Linked DNA regions of Hordeum vulgare: region 1 is linked to region 2. A link is a contact called in public Hi-C data. All regions are on one chromosome and are shown on one strand. Each heading gives the region's core, a stretch centred on a gene start, on an enhancer-like site or on the middle of the called end of the contact. The rest is flanking DNA. Distances are from core to core; before and after follow the strand shown. Region 1 holds the start of LOC123426814 (serine/threonine protein phosphatase 2A 57 kDa regulatory subunit B' kappa isoform-like). Region 2 has its middle 54 kb from the start of LOC123426779.

The links. Hi-C and Micro-C count contacts between places; a contact is called where the count stands out from the background.
Region 1: a contact with region 2 is called in a Hi-C map of seedling, with 2.5 times the contacts expected there. The contact joins the promoter of LOC123426814 here to the enhancer-like site in region 2. A contact is called at or near these places in 2 of 6 Hi-C or Micro-C datasets (leaf and seedling).

What each region holds. Positions count from the first base shown.
Region 1 is chr1H:121,224,863-121,232,116 of MorexV3_pseudomolecules_assembly, reverse strand. LOC123426814 (serine/threonine protein phosphatase 2A 57 kDa regulatory subunit B' kappa isoform-like) reads right to left here and starts at 2,999. Exons shown (of 2, transcript XM_045110717.1): 1 at 1,537-2,999; 2 at 394-993. The coding sequence starts at 2,628. The coding sequence ends at 625.
Region 2 is chr1H:120,707,898-120,714,784 of MorexV3_pseudomolecules_assembly, reverse strand. No RefSeq gene overlaps it. Among protein-coding and RNA genes, the nearest start is that of LOC123426779, 54 kb to the right of the region's middle. Within about 2 kb of position 1,949, at least 3 of the 3 cell types and tissues checked have open chromatin away from gene starts, as enhancers often do. A contact at or near this core is called in leaf and seedling, where this site is marked.

The sequences.
Region 1 (7,254 bases), core at 1,750-4,249, 520 kb before region 2:
TTTTACACATTGATTGATAATATTGATCCAGATGTTAAAAATATAAGGACATTTTTCAATGTGGAGCCAAGACTTTGATATTTATCATGTCAAAGGCAAATCATCCTTAATTATGCAGCAATGTTCTTGTCATGAATTGGCAAGATGTGCAATACCAGAACATGTAGCAATGCTTACTGTGTGAAGTTCAGATTTCCTATCCTACTAAGCAAGCGACGCAATGCAGTTGAGTTATCAATCATGAAAAGCACCGTGGACTTACCTCATTGTTCGCCCGTCCATCAAATCTTCTGAACGGATTCATCAGAATCTGGAAAATTCAAAATACACTGGCATCCACATGACACCAGCTGTAGTAAAAAATCACGACCTCACATATCCAATCCAAAGTCGTTTCACAGAACAATCGACTAGAATTGGGCATTATCTTGTCAAAGAAAGAAATGTCCATCACTTGATAGTACACCATGAAAGAATCAAGGTTCGTCCTCAGATAAGAAACTGGTATTAATTACAGACTTTCAAATGAGGGCCGGGGAAGGGGGGGGGGTTGACAAAATACCCTGCACAACATCCATAGTGCTATAAATCGAGTGGAATGAAGTCCATTTGAACACATACATATTATGTCATAGTGGGAGCTACCAGAGGAGCGGGTTTAGGAAAAGCAGCAAAGCTGATGTCTCTGGTTACTGGATGGAATGCAGCATTCCTCTCAAGGTGCTCCCATATAAGCCTTCTCCGCTCCTCAGATGCGGCTTGCTTCTCTTCCTCCTCTTGCAAATTTTTCTGACAAGCCAACAGCAGCTTCTGATCCATGTCAAAGAACATTTTCCTGACATTCATTGTAATATTAAGAACCGATTGGTTCCAATGCAAACGAGCATTCCTTTCAAGAGCTGGATATATGATTGGCAAGATAACTTGGTGGTTTTGAGAGATCAAACCGAACAAGTGCTCGTTGTTCCACAGGAATAAGGCTCTTTCAGCAACCTGTAAGCAGGAACAATATTCTTAGCTTCTAGGCTAGGAGTGTTCGAATTGTAGAATAAATCATGTCACAAACAAAAACAACAGGTTTCTCCATTCATCAGCACATGGCGCATAGAAGTGTTCCACATCTATAAAGTTTTGTGTAGGCATACAAAGAAAAAATCTCCAACAAACAACATAAGGAGAAAGGAAAGAATGTAATTTGCATTGGTGTGATTACTCAGCATTAGCCCTTGTGGCCAATTAAATAGCAGCTACATCCAAATGTGAAGAATCTCTGAAGGGAATTCTTTGAGCAAAGTATAATTTGAAAATGAATACAACAGCACATATCTGGGTGGTAAATGTGATGCTGGTTCGAAATACAAAGACGGCCCACAAGAATGCAAGAGATTTTCAATTGAAATAACTGCCTCAAGTCCTGAACTAAATGAGTGTTCTGACAACCAACAATGAGAGCTATAAGCTAGTAAAGAAACTTAATGAAACAACAAACACTGGCAATAGGATATTACAGGTCGATATCCTGGGACAAAATTTCACCTGAAAATGAGAGCTATTCAAGCAGTGTGCAACCCTCCGAAACAATGGGACCATGCACTTCTGGAACTCAGGCATTTCTGTCAATTCCAGCACCTCCTCCAACTCCCCCAAGAACATCATCTCCTTCTGACTGTTCGTCACTGGCCAGTACTTCAACAGGCCTCTGATCACAGTCCCTGAGAGCTTTGGTTCCTTGTCAATAAACTGTGTAATGCAGTATGTCAACTGTGGCAGATACATGCCCACTGTCTTCGGTTTATGAAGAGGAATCAATGCCTTCCACAGAAATAATTTATGCTCCTCCTTCAATGGTTTCGCAAACCCACTAATCACACTCCCAAACACCTCCAAGAGTTCGCCAATCCCATTGTGACGATCAGCATCGGATACAAACCTATAGAAGATATTGCTCACAGCCTTGCGGATGAAGGGCCGATTACCCATGAATTTTCCATATATCCTATGCAATACTGTCTTCAAGCAATCTCTTTCTCTAGGATCATCAGAATCTAACAAATCAAGCAGCCTAGAGATGAACGAATTGTCCAAGTACTTGCGAGCCACCTTCACATCAACTACCGGAGAGGTGACGAACCGGAGGAGCAGCTCGTACACGACCTGTAAGTGGTACCATGAGGGGTCAAAGAATGGATCGTCCTCGTCAGCCTCGGCAGCTGCCCCCGTGCCTGGCCGGACCTTGGGCGGGAAGACCCTGAACAGGTTGATGGCGAACATACGCACACAGGCCGAAACCATCGCCTCCGTGAGGGGCTCCTCCGCCGTGCCGAGGCAGTCGACGAGAGACATGAGCACCTGCCGCTTTCGCTCCCTCTCCGGAGAGTCTCGGCCCCGGTCGTTGGAGAAGTCGAACAACACGCAGCAGACGTTGAGCTTCCGGAGGAACACGTCCTCCCTTGTCTCTCCCTCCGCTCCGGCGATAGCCGCGAGTGGAGGAGACGCCCGCATAGAGTCCCACTGCCTCCCATTCACGTCATACGACGTTGGGGACTTGGGCGGTGGAGATCCCCAGCCCCCGCCTCCGCCGGATTTCGGCGACTTCCCCGAGAGCTTACCAAGGAACTGCTTCCACATGGCCGCAGCAAACAGTCCGTAGCGCCGACCCCCCTCGCGTCAGACACCCATTTCAAGGAACCATGAACGGACCAGGGAGAAGTAAACCCACTACCCGCCACCGACCCAGGACACGCAGAGGCAAAGCAAATCTTGCAACGCAACGAACCGGGTTGGCCGCCGCGACCCGTGCAGCTGTCGGGGCGCCGGCCACAGATCCCGCAATGGCTGTGAGGGGGGATTAGATCCGAGAGCGGGACGCCGAGGCCTCCGCCATGGATGAGATCTCGGAGGCGGAGGGGGGCAGAAAGCGCAGAGCCTTTGGCGTTTTGGGTGGAATCGCAGTGGGAACCGAGCGGGGGGAGAAGAGCTGCAGTTTACAGCTGTTTGCGGGGAACGATGGCCACCGGAAGAAGGAAGGGGTGGCCGGATGCATCTCGGCCGTTCGTTTGAGATTGGATTCCCACGTATCGCCCGATGGAAGGTTTCGAGGTTTCCTGTGGTCTCAAAAGAAAATGTGAGCCCTTCTTTGATTCGCAGAATTCCCAGTAAGGAAAGTCTATATTAATATAATAAAGATATCAATTACATTTACCTTTTGTATCAACAAAATATTTAAAAACATCTAGAATACACACAGTCAAAAAAAAAAACAAAAAAAAAACGGTTAAGGTGATCAATCACTAGCATCAGCAGCACTCTAACAACCGTTGAAGATAATATCCGAATTACAAAAGTGGTTCTAGAAAAGCAACGTCTTTAAGAAAGAAGCAATGCACACGCATTGTTGTTGTCTGATCAAAGATATTGGATTTTCATCGTGAAGAAAGTCTGAATTCACCCAAAAAACAATTCCTTCAAAAAGGTCATTGTGAGATGCAACCAATAAAAGTCACACTTAGAGGGTGTTTGTTTCCAGGGACTTAAAAAAGTCCCTATAAGTCCAACCTAAACCAAACACAAGGGACTTATTGGGACTTATTGTGGTGATTTGGGACTTATCAAATAAAGACTCTCACCGAGGAGCTTATTGGGACTTATCCCGGGCCGGACCTACCCCGCGTCGCTCCAGGCTCGTTCCCCGCACTTCGCCCCGCCTCTCGGTCCAATCGCCGCCGCCGCCCCGCCTCTCGCCCCGTCGCCGCCCCACCTATCGCTCCGGTCGTCGCCCCGCCTCGGTTCGTTCTGCCTCGGTTCGCCGCCCCGTCGCCGCCCCGCCTCGGTTTGTTCTGCCTCGGTTCATTGCAGCGGTGCCTCCAATCGCCGGACAGGCCCTCTCCCGAGCCTCGTTGCAGCGGTGCTTATCCTGTGTGTCGTACGCGTTGGCTGATGACGATCCATGTGAACAAGTGTATTATTAGGTGCAACATGGACTTATAAGTCCGTGTAAACAAACAGGTAGGGACTCGGGACTTATAAGTCCCTGTAAACAAACAGGTAGGGACTTATGACTTATAAGTTGAGACTTAAAAAAGTCCTAGGACTTATGAAACAAGCAGGGCCTTAGGTCTTCACCCCTCGTAATCAAGACTCGGTATTCGAGGAGGAGCATAAAAAATGTAGTCCTCCAATGTCGTCGCCCCCACTTGACGAGGCAACCATTGCAAGTCACCAAACACCCGACACATAGTCTTCACACCATCTAATGCACCCTCCCACCAAGGCTATAAGACCTCTAATTGCAGCGGCCATAACTTTCTCCACCTCCATCAAAACCTTAAAAATTTTGACTTAGACATGTCCCATGACACCGACAAGAAAGTGAAGCTTCGCACGCGTCCGCTTGAATCCGTAGTGGTTGATAATATGGACACATGCGATCGGATTCTTTCCCATCCAGATATCTAGGAGTGTCATGCGGAATCTGTGTAGATCCATGACGTAGATGTCCAGAACACATGCCACAACCAGATTAAGGAGACCGATATCAGGTAAAATGGTGACTTGACGCATGAAGAGCTAGGGTCAAACCACAATTATTTTGTCCAAGCTAGTAGCCCCTCATCGCTAGCCGACTCCCTCATGCCTTTTTTTTATTAAGCCACCCCTAGGTGGATTGGAGTGGATTGAAGGGGATTTGGGGGGATTTGACCTAGATAGGATTTAATCCTGCCAATATCTATCAATCCCGTTCATTTGTCATTGAACCGAGCAAGGTCTCATGGACCGATCGTCCATATTCTCCACCGAATTTTTATCATGACAAATGTCCTCATGAAAGGACTTAGGTGTGGAGCCATCGCAGCTATGTGGCGGCTTGAGAGGGGTTGGTTGGAATCGAGAGACGCGAGTTACCCAGGTTCGGCCCCTCCGATGGAGGTAAAAGCCTATGTCCTACTTGTATTTCATTAATGAAGATGATGATGTCGATTACAAGGATGCGGAATTGCTACCTCTAATCTCGAGGGTGTCTAATATCTCTATCTCATGATTTGTCTTGTCTAGACCTAATTTGACTTGTCCCTCTTGGGGTGCCCCATCCCTTCTTTTATAGGTTGAAGGGGTAGACTTACATAGAGTCCTACTAGGACTTGGACTAGCTTTCCTTGGAAGGAATTCATCCTCTTGTTGGGCCTTCTGTGTGAACCGCCCTCCAAGCCTCTCCATGAGCCGCCTTACGCCGGCTTGCACACTAGGCCTTGGCTCTCGTCGTCCAGGTCGATCTGGCAAGCGGGGTGTCCCACGAGCCACTAGATGATGGGCCGAGTCATACCACCTAGCCGGATCATACCTCCTGACTGGGACAAACCACCTGGTCGGGTCATACCTCCTCGCTGGGTCAAACCTCCTGGCCGAGTCATACCATGGAGTATATCCCTGACATTAGCCCCCAGGTTAGCTTGAATCTATTCATGGTAAGCTCCTAAAATAAGAATAATAAATATGTTAAGGGACCGGCTTGCTCCTTGGCTCGCTTATTCCAATGAAGTGGCTCCTTGAAAATCTTGATTTCTTCGAGCCGTCTCCACAATCATCTTGCTGGTCAATGCCATTTGCAATGAAATATTGGGAATAAAACACCCATATGTCGTTGACTCGGCCTACAATGCTTTGTCTTGACGAAAATATTGGAGATAAGAAAACCATATGACAGCCTATAAGGGCTTTTTATCTTCGCCACCTCAAACATTAAGGATTCGCATCTGCAGTTATGTTCATCCCCAAAAAGCGACATTGAGCTTAATCCGTCCTACTGGGTAAGCTGATTTTCTAGGAAAAATGCCATAAAATACCGTGGCAGAAGTTTGCAAACTGTTATCGTGAAGGTTCATCCGCCGGAAAGTGTCGTAATATAAGATGTTGATGCTGCTTACTCCATCCATGAAGACCTTTGTGAGGGTATAACCACCAACCTGAGGCATCACCATCAAAGGTAGATCTCCTGGATTATCAACTCGAGAAGGGTGATCCTCTCTGTTCCAAATGATTGGTTGCTCAGACCAGTTGAGGTATCTCGGGACTGCCGGCCCGACCATACTAATGGCTCTCTGATTGCGCTTCTGGTCTTGTTTGCAAGTGTTGGTGATGAAAATGTGGTATCGACCATTGTTCAACTGCTTAGGGCTGCTTTGAAACCCAGATTTATTGTTATGCTAGTGATTACCCTCATCAGAATGTTGCCCTTTGCCAGTTTTTCCTTGGTGCCGAAAACTCGATCACGAGCCGCCTGATTCATTGAAACCTGATCCTGAGAACCCACCAGACGAGCCGCCTTGTGAGCCGATTTGACCATACCGACCCGAATCTCCTCCACCAATAGCCCCTGGTGACTTTGGGATACCTGATTCCAGAACTCGTGCATAATATAACAATTCTCCCATGAGTGAGTAGATGGCTTCTCGTCGGTACTATGCTTTGGACAAGGCACATTGAGTACTTCCTCATAATTGTGCGGCTTATTCCCATTGTAATCTCCTCCAGAGCAGTGCTGGTTCTTGAACCCAGTATCGGTGCTAGCCACAAATTCTAACCCCCCCTCAGGCTGCTTTTGTTTGTTATTTTTTGACCTTCAGGGTTTCCACCTTGCTGATTGCTCTTGCCACCTTCACCTTTCTTGTTCTTACCAACTTTCTCCTCGTCCAAGCCGGGATCCTTCGTGTCGTATGACTCAGCATACCTCGTCAGAACATCTATTAAATCACCCATATCTTGAGTCTTCCGTTTTAGGCGACTAAGCTTTAGTACTAGCGACTCAAAGTGGCATTTTTTCTCCAAAATCATGACGACTTGGGAGGTCTTAATGGTGTCCGACGAGTGGATGATTTCTGCAAGCCGATGGGTCCAATGATGAGTTGACTCACGTGTGCGCTGGACATAGTGTTGAATATCCACAATTGTCATCGGCCGTTTGTATGTTCCTTAAAAATGTCGGGTCATGATTTTTGGTGGCGCCAGGTCAGACAAGTGCACTCCGGTGGTTTTGATAAAAATATTGGAAATAAAGAAATCCGTGTGATGCTAAGCCAGTCTTTCAATGCTTCAGCTAGATAGAAATATGTTGAGCCGGTCTTTCAATGCTCAGGCCAGTTGAGGTATCTAGGGACTGCCGGCCCGACCATATTAATGGCTCTCTGATTGCGCTTCTCGTCTTGTTTGCAAGTGTTGGTGATGAAAATGTGGTATTGACCATTGTTCAACTGCTTAGGG
Region 2 (6,887 bases), core at 700-3,199:
CCATATGCACATTTACATCACGCAGTCGTTTGAGTTGCAGCATCTCCTCTCCTTGCTTGTTGTCAGGCGCTGATTTTCTTGGTTAATAGGTTGAAGATGGTCTCAATTTTCTAATGAAGCCGCGTCGAGGTTGAAGAACCTCTCATTTAGTTTTCTCTTCTCGATTGTCTTTTGTGTGGAGAACTCCACGAACTGTCAAATGACAATGTGAAAACACCCCGTCGATCCCCCTATGTCAATGAAATTACACACGTGCCTTTTTCACCCTAGAATTTCTTTCCATAGCAAACCAATGAGGCCTAAAATATCGGGCGCCCCTAGTCTCCTATAAGCGAGACACAAGGCAACCTCGCGTCGAGGGAGCCCCACATAGACCGTCCTTATTTTTTGTTTACTGTTTTCCTTTTTTGCTTTACTTTTTATTTTCTTTATACTTTAAAATATTATAAATATGTGGATGTTAAAAAATAATCTATAAAAACATTTTTAAATGATTACCAAGTATTTGGAAAATGTTAAATGTGTATAGATAAAATGTATATGATGTATAAAAAATTGATAATCTATTCAAAAAATATTAGTCAAGTATTTGAATAAATATTGAACAAGTATTTTTAGAATGTTACATGTGTATGGACAAAATGTTGACCATGTATTAAACAAATGCATTTTTATGTATACAAATAATTTTAATGAAACATATGAAAAAAATGTTGACAAGTATTTAAAAAATGTTAAATGTGTATAGAACAAATGTTTACCGTTTACTAAAGAATGGTGTTTTTTTACCATGCATATAAAATTATTAATCAAACATTTGGAAAAATATTGAACAAGTATTTTAAAACGTTAATCAAGCATTTAAAAAGTTAAATGTGTATAGAAAGAATGTTGACCATGTATCAAAAATAATAAAGTGTTTTGATCATGTATATCAAAATGTTAATCAAGCATTTAAAAAAACGTTGAACACGTATCTAAAAAATGTTAATCAAGTTTTTGGAAATATTAAAAGTATATAGAAAACAATATTGACCATGCATTTAAAAATGATAATTTTTGAAACATATATATAAAAATATTAATCAAGCATATGAAAAAATGTTAAACAAGTATTTCAAAAATGTTAATGTAGCATTCGAAAGATGTTAAATGTGCATAGAAAAAATGTTAACCATGTGTCAAAAATGTTAAATTTGTATTGGAAAATGTAAACATGTATTAAAAATAGTTGTTGGCATATACTCCCTTCGTACCTAAATACTTGTAGTTGAAAAGACCTAGACTAGTTCTCCCCAACTATAAGTATTTAGATAGAGGAGGAATAAAGGAAATGTAGAATGAAAACTAATAGAAACAAAGAAACCCCAAAAAATAAAAAATAAAAAAATAAACCAAAGAAACAACTAAACACATGAAAAAAGAATGAGAACGGATAAGAAATATTGATACAAAAAATAATGAAAAAAGAGAAAAAATGAAGGGAAAATCATGGGAAAACAGAGAAAAACAGTGGAAAACCCGGCTTGCATCGACAAAGGAAGTACCGCCCTACAACTTCATCATGAACTTGACGTGAACCAAGTGGCGCCGCACTTTTCCTCAACCTGGAGACGAGAGATCGCATCCTCTCTCTCCCCCCCCCCCCTTTTCTATCCTCATTTTTCCTTTATTAACCTGAGTGAATTGGACAGGCCCAACTACTGTAGACACCTTTAGCTAGACATTCAATTGCCTCAGTTAATGCGAGACGTAATTGTTGTGTAAAAAATATCTCATTCATCAAATTTGTAAGGAAGAGGAAAAAAGCCCAACATTAAGCCCCCTTTTGTCCTCATTTTAACTTTATTAACTTCAGCAAATTGGGCCGGCCCACCTACTGTAGTCACCTTTAGCTAGACATCCTATCGCGTAGGTTAATGCAAGACATAGTGGTTGTGTACAAACTATCTCATTCATCAAATTTAAAAAGGAAGATGAAAAAAGCCCAACAACAAGTCTGGTCTTATAACGGGCTAGAACTCGTGGAGATCCTAATTACTGTAAACACCTTCAGCGAGACATTCTATCGCCATGCTTAATACAAGACATAATCACTCCGTAAAAATGGAATATCCTATTCACCGCTGTGTGCAAAGCTGCGTTGGGGCTTCGCACATAACAGGGAGAGGAGCGATTTTAAATGGATTGGCTCATTTAGCGAGTTGCAGCATCCCGGTTTTGGGAACCTTCTAGAGTTCCCACCGGTTTTTTCGGGTTTTGGGAACCTTCTAGAAATTTCGTGAATGTTTTTTCTTTTCTTTTTTCCTCATTCATTTTTGTTTCTTTTTTTCTTTTCTATTTCAAAAAAAATCCTGGATTTTTGAAAAAGTTAAGTAATTTTAAAAAATATTCTTGATTTTTAAAAAATGTTATGTATTTCTAAAAAAATGTTATGTATTTCTAAAAAACTGTTGTATCTTTCAAAATATGTTCTTAAGATTCAATTTTGTTCTCGGTTTCAAATTTTGTTCTTAAGATTCAAAAAATGTTCGTGCTTTAAAAAATTATTCGTTGTTCCAAATTTATTCGAGGTTTTTCAAAATTATTCTCCGTTTCAGCAAATTAGGCCAAGCTAACTACTATACAAAACTTCAGTTAGAAATTCTATCGCCTGAGTTCATGCCTTTTTCGAATGTACCTGGAACTGCTCACTTCCTTCCATAATGCACCATAAAATATATTTCAGTAATAATGCAGTGCACAATTTTGGAAGTATGCGTTGCTCATTTTCTTAACTCTATTACAAATTATCACATAGTCTACTGTCAAAGGGAAGCTAAACGCTCGTGAAAACAAAGCATCATAAAAATCTCTAGCTAGTATTGTGAAGTATATAAACTCTTTCTAAAAAAATTGAACTATTTATCGGTTTAATGACTAGGCAAAGATGCATACATCGTTTGTCGGTTTGCCATCAAATGCAAGCAAATAGATAATAATAATATGAAACATAACCTTTTTTCTTAGAGCATGCTACTGTATAGCCATCGAATGCAAAGCAGCCTATAATAATAGGATGAAACATAGCTAGCACCGTATTGCAAAGAAAAAAAACCTCTATTGTAGAAAACAAAACATACAGTTCATATCATTAAATCATGTCAAAATTATAAACCTAATAAATGAAAGCCTCACGCTACGAGAGCCATCTCCATCACATACCCTCATCTCAAGCAATGCATAACATGCCAACTTTAGAAGAAAAGAGCACAACCAATGATGCTAACGACCAGTGATCAGCGCCAAGCAAAACAAGAGAGGGGGAAGAAAGAGTACCAATTGAAGATGTTAGTGAGGTTTGGAGACACTGATTGGTAGGTTGGGATCCTGATGCCGACCATAAAAATTAGGAGGGGGAAAGAACATATGCTATCTTATTCTGACATGACACCGCACCTGTCACTGCTGCGATGCCACCAGGTTGAACATGCTGGAGAAGGAGAGGGGACGGGACCTGCTGCCACGTAATAGTGGGACTTGAGTAGAACCCCACGTAGGTTACCTCATGCGGAGGACCACCCGAGTACATACGTTTACAATGCCGTCCTCGAAGCTAAAAAACAGGTGCGGGCATGTCCAACTCCGATGTTGGCCAGCGCTACGAAATCAGTGGGCGTGTCGTCGGGCTCGAGCACCTTGTATTAGTGCTACAAACTTCATCAGTGCATGTAGTGAGCAACCTAGAGATTTATGCAACACAAGTATTAGCACCTTATTCTATTTCTTGATTCCAATTAAGTTTAGTAAAATAATCTTGTAATATACAGTATTTGGTTGTCATGACAACTCTATCTTATATAACTAAAATAAAATACCTTGTCACTTCTCTTGATTGCACAGGAGGCATCAGGCTTATTACCCTTAAGAGAAAAGTAATTCACATTTCAGTTTAACCAAAGTATTCTGATGCCACCTACATAGTATATTTTACTTCAGTTTAGCTAGCAGAACACATGTCCTTCTCATTGTTATTTTGCTCAGAGTTGCTAGAGTAGTTGGTACATTAATTTTATTATATAAGAAGACATGGTGGTATATTTTTGGAAGAATATGCTACTCTAAGTGCACTGGTGCCAAATCCATCAGCGGTCCATAGTGCCCATTTTGTACTAATTTTTTTCTATGTGTAGTTTCTTGAACTTCATCTGCGATCTATAGTGGGTTGGTGCCAAATCCATCACAACGAAGAATCTTTCAAATCATACATGAATCAACAAAATTTGCATTAGCAAGAGGAAGATCATGCTCCCCTCAGCTTCATGGTGTAGAGCAATACAAAAGGCAGATCAAGTAAGCTCCTATAAATTCAATTTATACTATAATGCAAATAATAATCGCAAGAGATAGAAACCTACTGGAAAATATGATTCCTAAATATGATAGTTGAGATGCCACATTGTTGGCTGTCATGGAAGGCGCACGTTTCATTTATATGGATAAGGCATAGTGAAAAAGTCTCACGTAGGAAAGTATAACAAATAGTCTCACATATGTAGCAGCAAAAGAAAATAGCATAATTCTTATTTTGTCACACACAAGTGGATGGAAATAAAATAAAAGGCAGAAACGTGAAGAAATGGGACTTCATCACAGGAACAAGGCTTCAGGATCTCAGTATGCAGTACAGTAAATTTGTTAGCACTCCTCGGTATATTTTTAACCTGATAAACAGTAACAAATATGTAGTAAATTTAGTAAGGAACCACACCATGTTTAGGAATTAGAATCATCGATGATGATCGAATTATCCTTATTGGAGCTGTTCTTAGAAATATTGAGTCCGTTAATTTCTTCAAGTAATGCTGAAAATATAAGCAAAGAATATTTAATTAGTGAGTGATATGGGGGAAATCAAAGAAAATATATCAAGTAAATTATCTACTTACCTTCCTCTAGCTTAGCTAATTCTGTAGTGTCATCTTCGTCGTTTATAGAAATAGATCGCCTCAACCAATCTTGTGTGCAGACAAGTGCTTGAACCATGAATGGAGTTAGGGAGCTCCTGAATTGATCTAAAATACGGCCACCGGTGCTGAAGGCCGACTCTGATGCAACCGTAGATATAGGAATTGCTAAAACATCACGAGCCAAGTGTGACAACACTCAGAATCTCGAAGAATTGACCTTCCACCATGCAAGAATGTCGTTCATCTCGCCTTCGATGAAGATATGCCAGTATGCCACATGTTTCCCATCCTATCAATTAGGGAACCAAGGGGAACCCTGTTCTGCACCAATCCCCCAAAGAAAGAACTCAAATTGCTGACAAGAAAGGATGCACGGGGCACATAAAGCAGAAACTACTCATAAAGCAAGCCCCACCTGCCTTGAGATCGGCAGACGTGAAGAGGAAGAGCTCACCAGGGTTGGTGCGACTGGATTAGATGGCGAGATTGACCCCACCGAGAAGCAAGGTGGCACCAATTGGCATGGGCATTCCAGCGAGCACCCTGCACAGACTGTCGAGCGCGTACCTCTCATCCTCCTCCTCCTCGACCTCCACCACCGCGACTCACATACTTGTCCTATTCCTCCTCCTCGACCTCCACAGCAACTTATCACCGGTTCACCGCCGCCCCCGGAGAAGGTGCGTAGAAACAGATGGGCGGCAATTTATGCGGAGACGGATTTGGTAGAGGGAGCAAACGGGGTAGTAACGGGAGAGAAGAACGACGTTGGGTGTGGGGCGACGTGAAGAGTGTAAGGCAGAGCGGGGAGATTTCTCTCGGAAGAGACGACAACGAGGGCGAGGGGGTTGGGGGAGATTGGATCGTGGGATAGTGGGTGATTTTTTTCCTTTTTTCTCATTTTGTTACGTTGTATGAAACGCATCGAGTGAGGGGGATGAGGTGGGGAGGTAGAGGTTTTTTTTATTGTACTGGTTTTTTTATTGAACCAATTGGTTTTTGGACGGTTAAAAAATGGTGGAATGTTGTGGGTGGAAGGATAGCTAGTGTTAGGAGGTTGAACCATCACGACAGACGGCAGATCGCCCTTTGAAAGTAAAGATACTATGTATTGTTATTGCACGTGCAATGTTAGGGTGGACACACTCATGTGGCAGTCGTTTTGTGAGCTTCATGGCATGTGCAATAAAATAGCTTACAAATTAAACTCATTAGCAACATTTGTATTAACACGCAATGACACATAAATTAACAGGTATAAAATCAGCCATTTAATGTATTCTAGCAAACATATAACTCTGTTAAGTCAACAAGAGGCAAACATTACTACCACGCAAATGTAACTGCGGGATGTTGAGCTACTTCAACTACATTGGTGAATCCATACTGTTAAGCCTTAGGAATCTGTAAAACAAACTAATAGTTAAAACCTAGTCATTTTCATATATATATATATAGGAAAATGGCTATGTACTCTCGGGAGTACGTACTCCCGCTCTTCATGTACCACATGGATGACTCTTTTATACCTCATTATTATTTTTAATATACTTCATTAATAATTACTAGATACCTTAAAGTGAGTTTCATGAAAAAAATTATGCAAGTTTATATATATATATATATATATATATATATATATATATATATATATATATATATCTTAGCTGATAGGAATAAACACAATAACAATAGGCAAGAGCACATGCAGTCAGTGCATCACTTCATATTACATGTATCATGGAAGGAAGGCTATTATAGCAGGGACACATACGTAATTCTGGACCAAGATAAGGCACAAGATAAATTTGAAGGAGACCTGACTTAGTTGTGCAAATCTCTCAAAAAACAATTGCTCAAGGATATGGTGGTGTCAGCATCTGCTCGTGCAATCAGAGCAGACAGGGGCAATTGCTAATAACGCTCTGGACCAAAAGG